Regions from separate parts of the Mus musculus genome. Here region 1 is linked to region 2. A link is a contact called in public Hi-C data. All regions are on one chromosome and are shown on one strand. Each heading gives the region's core, a stretch centred on a gene start, on an enhancer-like site or on the middle of the called end of the contact. The rest is flanking DNA. Distances are from core to core; before and after follow the strand shown.

Region 1 (4,605 bases), core at 1,230-3,729, 230 kb after region 2:
TTTGATACCTCTTTGTCTCAGTCTCTTTATGAGCCTGGTAGGGATGAAATACTAACCCCTGCCTCATGGAGCCCTTATGAGAGCTGGCGTTAGTTCATGTGTGTACTACTCACAGTAAGCTCTACTGCCTAAGCATTTGATATTTATTATTATTAGACTTGAGACCAGGATTCTACTCTCCCCAGTTACTGCTTTGTTCCATGCCATTACTGACTCTGACCTGGGTCACTACACAACTTGTAACTTATCTTCTCATTTTTGGCCTGATGCTGTACCTTATCTGCTCATCTCAGAGGAAAAGAAACCCTATCGATGAGGCTTTAAAAGCCCCCCACCCCCTCTGGCCTCTGGATGCTCTCAGCTTCCTCCTTTTTCCTATTCTGCCTTGCTTTATCAACTTCATCGCTGTTCCTCTGATAGGAAGCCTCTGTATAGAGTTCCAGATTATTCTCTCTTCAACTCTACTTGTATTTTACACTTACTAGATGTAACAATAGGAGAATAATCCTATGGTAATCTCCCCAGGACAGAGTTCAAACTCTGTGCAATGCTTCTAATTCCTAGGGCACTTCCATTCTAGGAATCCCACCTGGAAACAACGGCTGCTTGCTCTACTGGACCGAGCCTATCCCATAGCAAGTGTGAACACTGAACACTCAAAGTACCATGTCTAGGAAGCTGGAGAGGGATCTCCAGGTTTGTCTCCTTCCCAGAACCCTGAATGTCATCAAGTCCTGATGTGTCAATTGGGCAATGCAAAGATAGAACCCTGGGTCCTAGGAGAGGCTTCCTAGGGCTACATGTGTGATATAATTACTTCTGTATTACACATGGGATGAAGACCCATTGAGCACCAGGTCTGGGTTCAGGAACAGGAGGAAGTGTTATGATCCCTGCTACCCACAATTCTAGATGGACCTTTCAGCCCTAAGCATATGAATCACCTAAATGAGTTTTAAAATATAAAGCTGTAGGTAAATACTAGCCTTAATTATACACCAGATGTGGTTGTAGTTTGGATATAGATTAGATGTACCCATATACATGGCCACATGGAGGCTCCCTGCTCCTTATCCTCACATTTCGTGGATCAATTCAATAGTGTTCTACTCGTACACACATCTACTCAGAGTCCCGCTGTTGTTGATTGATATTACTCTTGTGAGGCTTGGATCCTGACTCATCGACAGGACTTGGAGAGTCCACACTAGAAGATGACCCATCAGAGGAGAGTGGATCCTATAAGAACAGAAGCAATATGGGTCAGAGGAAGGCAGACATATTTTATAAGAATGAAAACTGAATCTCGTGTCATTCATCATGCCCGGGACCTTTGGAAGGGACCTTGGTGGTCTTGTGAACATTTGGTTTGATTCTGTGCATATGACTGAGTATCTGGTTATGGTCCTTAAGTTTCTGTTGTTATGACAACTACCATGACCAAAGGCAACTTGGGAAGGAAAGGGTTTATTTAATCTTACAGTTAGTAGTTTACCATCTAAGGAAGTTGAAGAAGGAACTCGGAGGCAGGAACTGAAGCAGGGGGCTTGGAAGAGTGCTGCTAACTTGCTTGCTCTGTGTGGCTTGCTTAGCCTGCTTTCTTATAGTGCCCGGGATCACCAGTCCAGGAATGGCACTGCTCACAGTGAGCTGGGCCCTCCCATATCAATTATCAATCAAGAAAATGCACCACAGGCTTGCTAACAGGCCAATGTGGTAGGGTCATTTTCTGGACTGAAGTTCCCTCTTGCAAAATGACTCTTAACTTGTGTCAAGTTGACATTGAATTAGCCAGCACAGTGAATAATTGTGGATTCTGGAGTCAGGGTGCATAAATTAGAATAAATTCCTCTAAGCTGTGATTGTGTTTAAGGCTAAATATCCTCAATTGTTTCTGACACCCGTGCTTCACTCACCAACACTTTTGCTGGTCTACTCAACTTTGAGTCCTTGTCTGATCTAGACACCATCTTTTCTTGTCAATGGTGGCACTCCAAAACTTCCCCACTCCAGAATGACTCACAGGAGTGTGACGACCAGAATTCACAATTATTCATTGCATTGGCTAATTCTATGTCAACTTGACACAAGCTAGAGTCATTTTACAAGAGGGAACCTCAATCCGGAAAATGACCCCACGGCACTGGCCTGCAGGCAAGCCTGTGGTGCGGTTTCTTGATTGATGATGGATAGGTGGTGGGCCCATGAAGACCTTGCATTATGTTCACCTTCCCCAGTGTAGATCTAAGTGTCTTATGAAATGCAGTTCACAGGAGTAGAAGTCCTACTATACGATGGGAAGACTGAATATGCAATGCATTTTTATGCTTGGGAAGGGGGCAAGGAGTAAGTCTGTTAGCCCAAGATACCACCAGCCAGTCGGATACTAAAGTGTCACACTGGAGCTGGTGCTGGAAGGGCCTCAGTTCCCATGTTCAGCTCACCCAGGCACGTGTTTCCTGCTTGGCAGCCTCTGTAACCCGAATAAGGAAGAGGGAGGGGCAAAGCTTCAAGAACAACCTTTGAGTTCACCGCCTGAAGAAGGCCAGGGACTCACCCGATCTCATCGGCTAACAGCTTTTTTTTTTTTTTTCAAATAACAAACAGGTCTCGGACATTTACACTCTGCATGTGGGTTTTCATCACAATAGCTGCCCTGCTTTTAGAGATCTGTGAATAATTTGATAGTGGAGATAAAGAGAGAACCCTTTGAAAGAGGACACCCCTGAAATACCATCTCTGTCAAATGGGTACGTTCTCCCCCACCTCCCACCCCGCCCTGCTCTCACACATAATCTCTCTGAGAAATAGGATAGTGACTTCAAATGACCATTTCTGCACCTTCGGATAATGAATTTAAAGACATATCTGAAGAATTCTTGGGCAACCTGGCTTGCCCAGCAGCTGGGCAACATGCCATGGGCTTGGCAGCAAGCAGAGAAGGGGGGGGGGCGTGTGTGTGCAGTAGTGTGAGGAGAACCACCCTGAGCCAACATGCCGCCTCTCAGGAGAAAACAAGCTTTTGAGAAGCTGAGTGGGTAGGGAGCAGTCAGAGGCCAACTAGCTAATTTCTAAACTGGAAAGAGAAGCAAGTCCACTCTACCCTCTGGAACGAATGCCCCAGATTTGAATCAATGTTTCTCTCATTCTCCTCTACTTCCTTTAGAGGGGACGGGAGGGCAAGAATGTGAATGGTTTACACCTCCAACAATTCTGAGTATGTGACTGGGAAACTTCTCCCAAGAACTACTGTCATCGGTCTGCAGAGTGACCTTAACCCTCAGCTAGCTCTTGCTCCTACAGACACGGATAATAAGCAGGTCTTCTGCGTCACGGCTGTGCACGCACAGGGAACAGAGTGATAAGAGGCCAGCGTTTCAGGGGAATTGAAGGACAGACAGCCTGAAGGGGTTGGAAACACAGACTGAGTACAGAAGCTGTCATATGCAAAGCCGTTTTGACCTGTGTTTTCTGCAGCCTGAGTTGCTAAAATGGACTGGCTGGGTTCTGATGAGAACTCCTTCCTGGCTTGAAGGCAGTTAGCTGCCTTATTCTGGTGCTCAAATGTAGAAAAGACAGAGAAGAGGGTGGTAGGGAGGAGGAGGGGACAATATGTCACTTCCTTGCTTCCTTGCTTCCTCTACTTATGAGGACCCTGTTCCCATCCATGGGACCCTGATTCCACCCGTGGGGCTTCATATTATTCATTCTGTTGTGATGAATAAAAAAGTAAGAAGAGCAAAATTTCAGCTCTCAGCCAAGTTTTATAGAAAGCATAAACATATATGCCACATGCACACGTGTGGGATGGTAAACCATGCCATGCATAACTACATGAGCACACACATAGGCAGCAAAGTACTCAATGAGATAGACCCCCACCCAGGGTTGGGAGGGGATCCAGAGATGGTGTCCAAATCTACTTGGTGAACTATGGTTGTTATGTTTGAGTGGCAACTTCCCTTCCTCCCTCTGAACTGACTGGTCTGAGTTATTGCAGGGAATTGGATAATCCAGACAAAAACAGGGAAGGTGATTGGTTCCTGCCACAATAGCCCTTCAGTGGATAGCTTGAGTGTCCAACCACACAGTCTCTCTGTCTCTCTGTCTCTCTCTGTGTCTCTCTCTCTGTCTGTCTCTGTCTGTCTGTCTGTCTGTCTGTCTCTCTCTCTCTCTCTCTCTCTCTCTCTCTCTCTCTCTCTCTCTCTCTCTCTCTGTTGCTGTTGTTGTTGTTTGTCTTGTTTCCTCTCATGGTTTAACTGCTTACCAACGGTCCTACCTCTTCTGATAGCTGCACATTAAGGATATTTCCTATACGTGAGTTGTGGGGGAAATAGATATTCAGGGGCAATGGTCTCCCTGTAGATCAAAAGTGTGGGGAGGAGGCTGCCATTGACTGGGCAGTAGGTACAGGAGAGGACACTGAAGGGACCGCCAGCTGTAAGGGCACCACACAGTGCAGAGGGGCTTGAAATGGGGAAAACATCCCCACAGAAGATCAGTTCATTAAAGAAAGAAAACATTTGGTGATGCTATTCCTTCTAGAAGATTCTCTTCAGGGGGATGAAGGCAGAGGTCCTTCCTGTACTAAAGCTGACCTGTTCC
Region 2 (4,263 bases), core at 673-3,172:
GAGTTTTTAAAAGGACGTTGGTGGTGATGGTGCAACCAACCATGAGACACAGCTGTATTCTCACAGGTTATTAAGGGCACTTTGCTGGTGTGATGATAATTCAGATCGAAACACTGAGAATTACACAGGAACTGCTTCTCTGCCAGGGCGCTCAAGCCTTGGCTGCGTGCCACTTCTAGCTTATCTGAAATGTCACACCATCACTGCGACAGGAATCACTTTGCTCTTGTATATCCACTTTGGGGTTGGCCACAGGATTCTAAGAACGTCACTCACTTATTCTGTACCATCCTTCCTCCCAGACAGTAGAAGCATTTTTTTCTTCACATTTCAAAGAATTAAAAGACATAATGAGCTCTGTGCTGACAGCATTTAGGTCTGAAATGTCCTCAAAGGTCCATGCTTTGTCTGAGGGCAGCATGGGACTACTGGGAGGTGATAGAACCTTAGGAGGCGGAGCCTAGCAGGAGCGCTTCAGGTCATTGGTCCTCAGAGGCCTTGGTAGAGCTCCTGCCTCGTCCTCTCTCCTTCTGGACGTTGAAGCTCTTTTGTTCCACTCTCCCACATGCTGCCTCATTACCAAGGCTTAAAAGCCATATCTCCAAGTGGCTCTCGGGCTGAAACCTCAGAAACTGAGAGCCAAAAGAGGCCTCTTCTCTTCGGAAGCTGATCACCAAGGCGTTGGTCACGATGGGGGAACAGCTGATGAGCACATCTGTGGACAGCACAAGACAATTACAGTGGCGTCCGTGATTTCGTGGCGTGTACACGCCTGGCTTTGTTCTTACCCAGTATCTCAGTACCAGGAGTCTCAAACATCATGTGAATGGGTGCATACTCGCCCGGAGTGGGGTCTATATTGTTGCTTTAATTAGCTACTTTCTCCCTTTATGCAACTCCTCACAGGAGCATGGGCAGTAAAGCAAATGGAGCTCACATTTCTCCTCGCTCACTTGGCAGGAATTTCGTCTTGCCCCATGTGGACGGCATTTGCACAGCTGCTATACCCACCGAGCGATAAAAAACAACGCCAGCTCAAGGCTTGGCTAGACCTGTACTTTGTTTCAGCAAAATACCTTAGGAAGTAAGGGGTTAAGCCCTCCTTCTACTTCTATTGCCTCCTCCTTCTCTTGACTCCTCCCTCCTCTGCCTCAAGTAGAGCACTCCACCTAGTCAAGACTGTCTTTGATAATCGGCAATGCACTTTTTGATCATCCCAATCACAGATGCAACTGTTCTCGTGACTGGAGAGGCACTTAAATCAGAGCTGGGAGCCTCTGCCCTTACATCTGTCATGCTACTGCCAGTACAAGGAATTTTGCTATTCACATTAAAAAAAAAAATCAGTTTGTACTTTATAATACTCTGCACTTAAAGAACATGATTACTGCTAATTATCATTTAGAAAATTGTTTTTTTTTGCTTGATTAGAGATTTTTAGCAGTGTGTACTGAAATCTAGTGGGCCTTCATTATGTGTGTTACTTTGCAGTGGATACTGGCTTAAATATTAATATATGGAAATTCAGCTTCATCTGCTGTACCTTTTGATGTCAGCGGCATAATCAGTATAATTGGCTTAGATTGTTTTTCTCCTATTTGTATTTCATACCAGCTAATGTCATTAGTGGGCTAACTACTGAGTGGGGGATCTGCATTGTAGAGCTGCTTCCTGGGCGCATTATTACCATTGGTTTTGATTATTTTAACTCCCAGACACCCCAGGCAGGTCCTCAAGCTGTGCCATATTGTTTAAAGACCTGATCCTCCTGGCCCCCATTCAGAGAACAAGACTTTTCTGCGTCTGAAAGCCCATCAATGCTCTGATAAATGCTGATGCTTCTGGTTGGTCTGGGGCCAGCTTGCTTTTTATAGCATAAGGCAGAGGCTGCGTAGCCCAGGGCCTGTGTGCCCTGGCTCTGAATGGCTCTATGTAGCATGGCAGCCACTAGTGTCCACGAGGAAGCTGGAGCTTGGTCTGGATGTCCCCCGGAGGTCTGGCTGTGTAATTGGCTGGCATCTCAGAGCCTGGCATTAGGGTTTTGCCTCTTTAACCAGTCCCATGTAGCCTTTTTGCTGGTACAGCCATCATATCTCCCTCTACCCTTGAGGCTTGCAAATTTATCTTTTGTACTTTAAAAAAAAAATGATGGCTGGACCTACTTAGGGATTGGAATCTCACTTCCTTTTGGGTTTTGATTATATTCCAAAACCAACTGTAAAAGGAACCCCACATTAAAGTCTAAGTTTGGCTACAGTCGGCCACAGATTCTGCTAACCCTCCGGCTGGGGCACACATGCTTAGTTTTTGTTGGTGGTGGTTATGAAGTCATTTGTACTTGTATAGAGCTTGACTGTTAAGGCTGCAGGGGAACTTACCGAGCTTGTGTGCTGCATCTGCTTGTTTATAGATGAGAAAACAGAGGCTAGGAGTGGTGAATTCCAGCCGGGGTCACAAAGCTACTGAGAGGTAAAAAGATTCCCTTTGCCCAAGCAGGGTCCTTTACTTCTTAAGTGGTACCTTGTTTCCAGATGACATGCTATTGCAACATATTGCGCACACCAGCTAATCCCTCTGTGTGTGATTGACAGCTGTTATGTGCACACGTTGTCCAATGTGACTTGGGGGCCAAGAGTTTTTATAAGGGAAATGAGGGTACGAAAGAGGATATAATGAAAAGCATGTGTATGTGTCCACACACAATCCGCCTGTTAAGGGTGTTAGCAGGGTGATTGCTGCCTGAACGTGACTCACATAAGTCATTGGATTAGAGGGCTAGGTTGGACTAATTTAGAGACACAGAAGGAGTAGGGACCAGAAAGGTATAATAATAAATTTCTTATGAGGGATTAGCTGGTGGAGGCTTCGAGGCTCTGCTGTCTGGAGGTTGGAGAGCTGAAGGAGCGGCTGTTGTAGGTCTAGAACAAGCCTGGAGCGGCTGTTGTAGGTCTAGAACAAGCCTGAATGCTTGAGGACCAGGGAGCTGCTGGTGCCACTGCTGGTTTAAGTCCAAAGACCTAAAAATAAGAGTTCTGGTGTCGGGGGCAGAGAAGGTAGATGTCACAATGGAGGCAAATTTGCCTCCACAAATTAGATGACACTCCTTGACATTAGTGACAGCAGCTGTCTTTCCACCATGTACAGATTTAACTGCTAATGTCAGCCAGAAACAGGATCACATCACACTCGGAAATAGTGTGCTATCAGCAATGGCCATGGAACGTAACCTGGCCAAAGTCTTAGTGCTCCTTCTCCTGAGATGGCAGCTCTCGGCTTCTGTAGTTCTGGGGAAATGCTACTTTCTAGAGCTTATGGAAGCTGTCCTTGAGAGCATCCCTAGCCTATTTTCATAAATTTTTTTGCTGTCCAGTTGGAATCCATGACTTTGAAATGCTCCCTTCTTCCTTGAGAAAATGGAAGAGAGGAGAGGAACTGGGTAGCAATTTTTCTGTTCAAAAATTTCTCTTATGTTTTAGAACCTACCGGGATGTAATCCTAATGAATGCAGTCATTAGGTGATTTTTAATTATTAAAGGCACTTTGGAATTTTTAAATAAGAAGCCTCTAGGGTGAATATTTTAGACTATGTGACAGTAGTGTTAATAACCAGCAGTTCTTCTAACAGTTGGTTTAAGTTAATTTGGCTTCATCAAAGGAAACAAATAAAATTAATCCAGACAATATTTTACCACATATGTCTAGAAACAAGACTCTTAATCTTAAATAATCATTTCCTGATGTTTCCTCTCTGAGCCAACCCTCTCCTTATTTGAATTTGTCAGTTTATGATACAGAGAAGTGAGCTAGCGATTTTCTACTCGCAGTCATGTGAGGCCTGGTCTTCAGATTTGCCTTGGCCTGTGGTCATGGCACGACACCTTCCTGTCCAAGTCTCTTGAAAATGTCAGGCAAATGGGTCGTCTGGCAATGAGTCAACACTGGACATAGCCAGACATTTGGAGACTGGGTTTTCTGTCTCAGTTGCTAGGGAATTTTCCAATTGAGTAGCCTTGGACACATCACAGGCTACTTTAGTAAGATGGAAAGGACCAGAGAAGGACTGGGCCAGTGGCTCTAGACTTCTGGGTTTCACAAAACAATGGGATTTCTAGAATGATTTTGGAGACCAACATAGGATTATCAAGGTTGTTTTCCATGTAGTATTGTAAAAAAGTCCCAAATGTCAGCCCCCTGGGAGCATACTGAGCAGTGTGTGTGTGTGTGCTTAATCTTAAAATTCCATGAAGAAACACAATATGGTGA

The links. Hi-C and Micro-C count contacts between places; a contact is called where the count stands out from the background.
Region 1: a Hi-C map of the N1E-115 cell line shows a contact between it and region 2, with 2.1 times the contacts expected there. The contact joins two enhancer-like sites. A contact is called at or near these places in 4 of 484 Hi-C or Micro-C datasets (the N1E-115 cell line, bone marrow-derived macrophages, cerebral cortex and 1 more) and 1 of 115 datasets of contacts at active chromatin or transcription factors (neural progenitor cells).

What each region holds. Positions count from the first base shown.
Region 1 is chr13:97,642,837-97,647,441 of GRCm38.p6, forward strand. No RefSeq gene overlaps it. Among named protein-coding and RNA genes, the nearest start is that of Gm34087, 22 kb to the left of the region's middle. Within about 2 kb of position 2,480, at least 51 of the 459 cell types and tissues checked have an H3K27ac peak or open chromatin away from gene starts, as enhancers often do. A contact at or near this core is called in the N1E-115 cell line, where this site is marked.
Region 2 is chr13:97,408,424-97,412,686 of GRCm38.p6, forward strand. No RefSeq gene overlaps it. Among named protein-coding and RNA genes, the nearest start is that of Lncenc1, 24 kb to the right of the region's middle. Within about 2 kb of position 1,923, at least 18 of the 459 cell types and tissues checked have an H3K27ac peak or open chromatin away from gene starts, as enhancers often do. A contact at or near this core is called in the N1E-115 cell line, where this site is marked.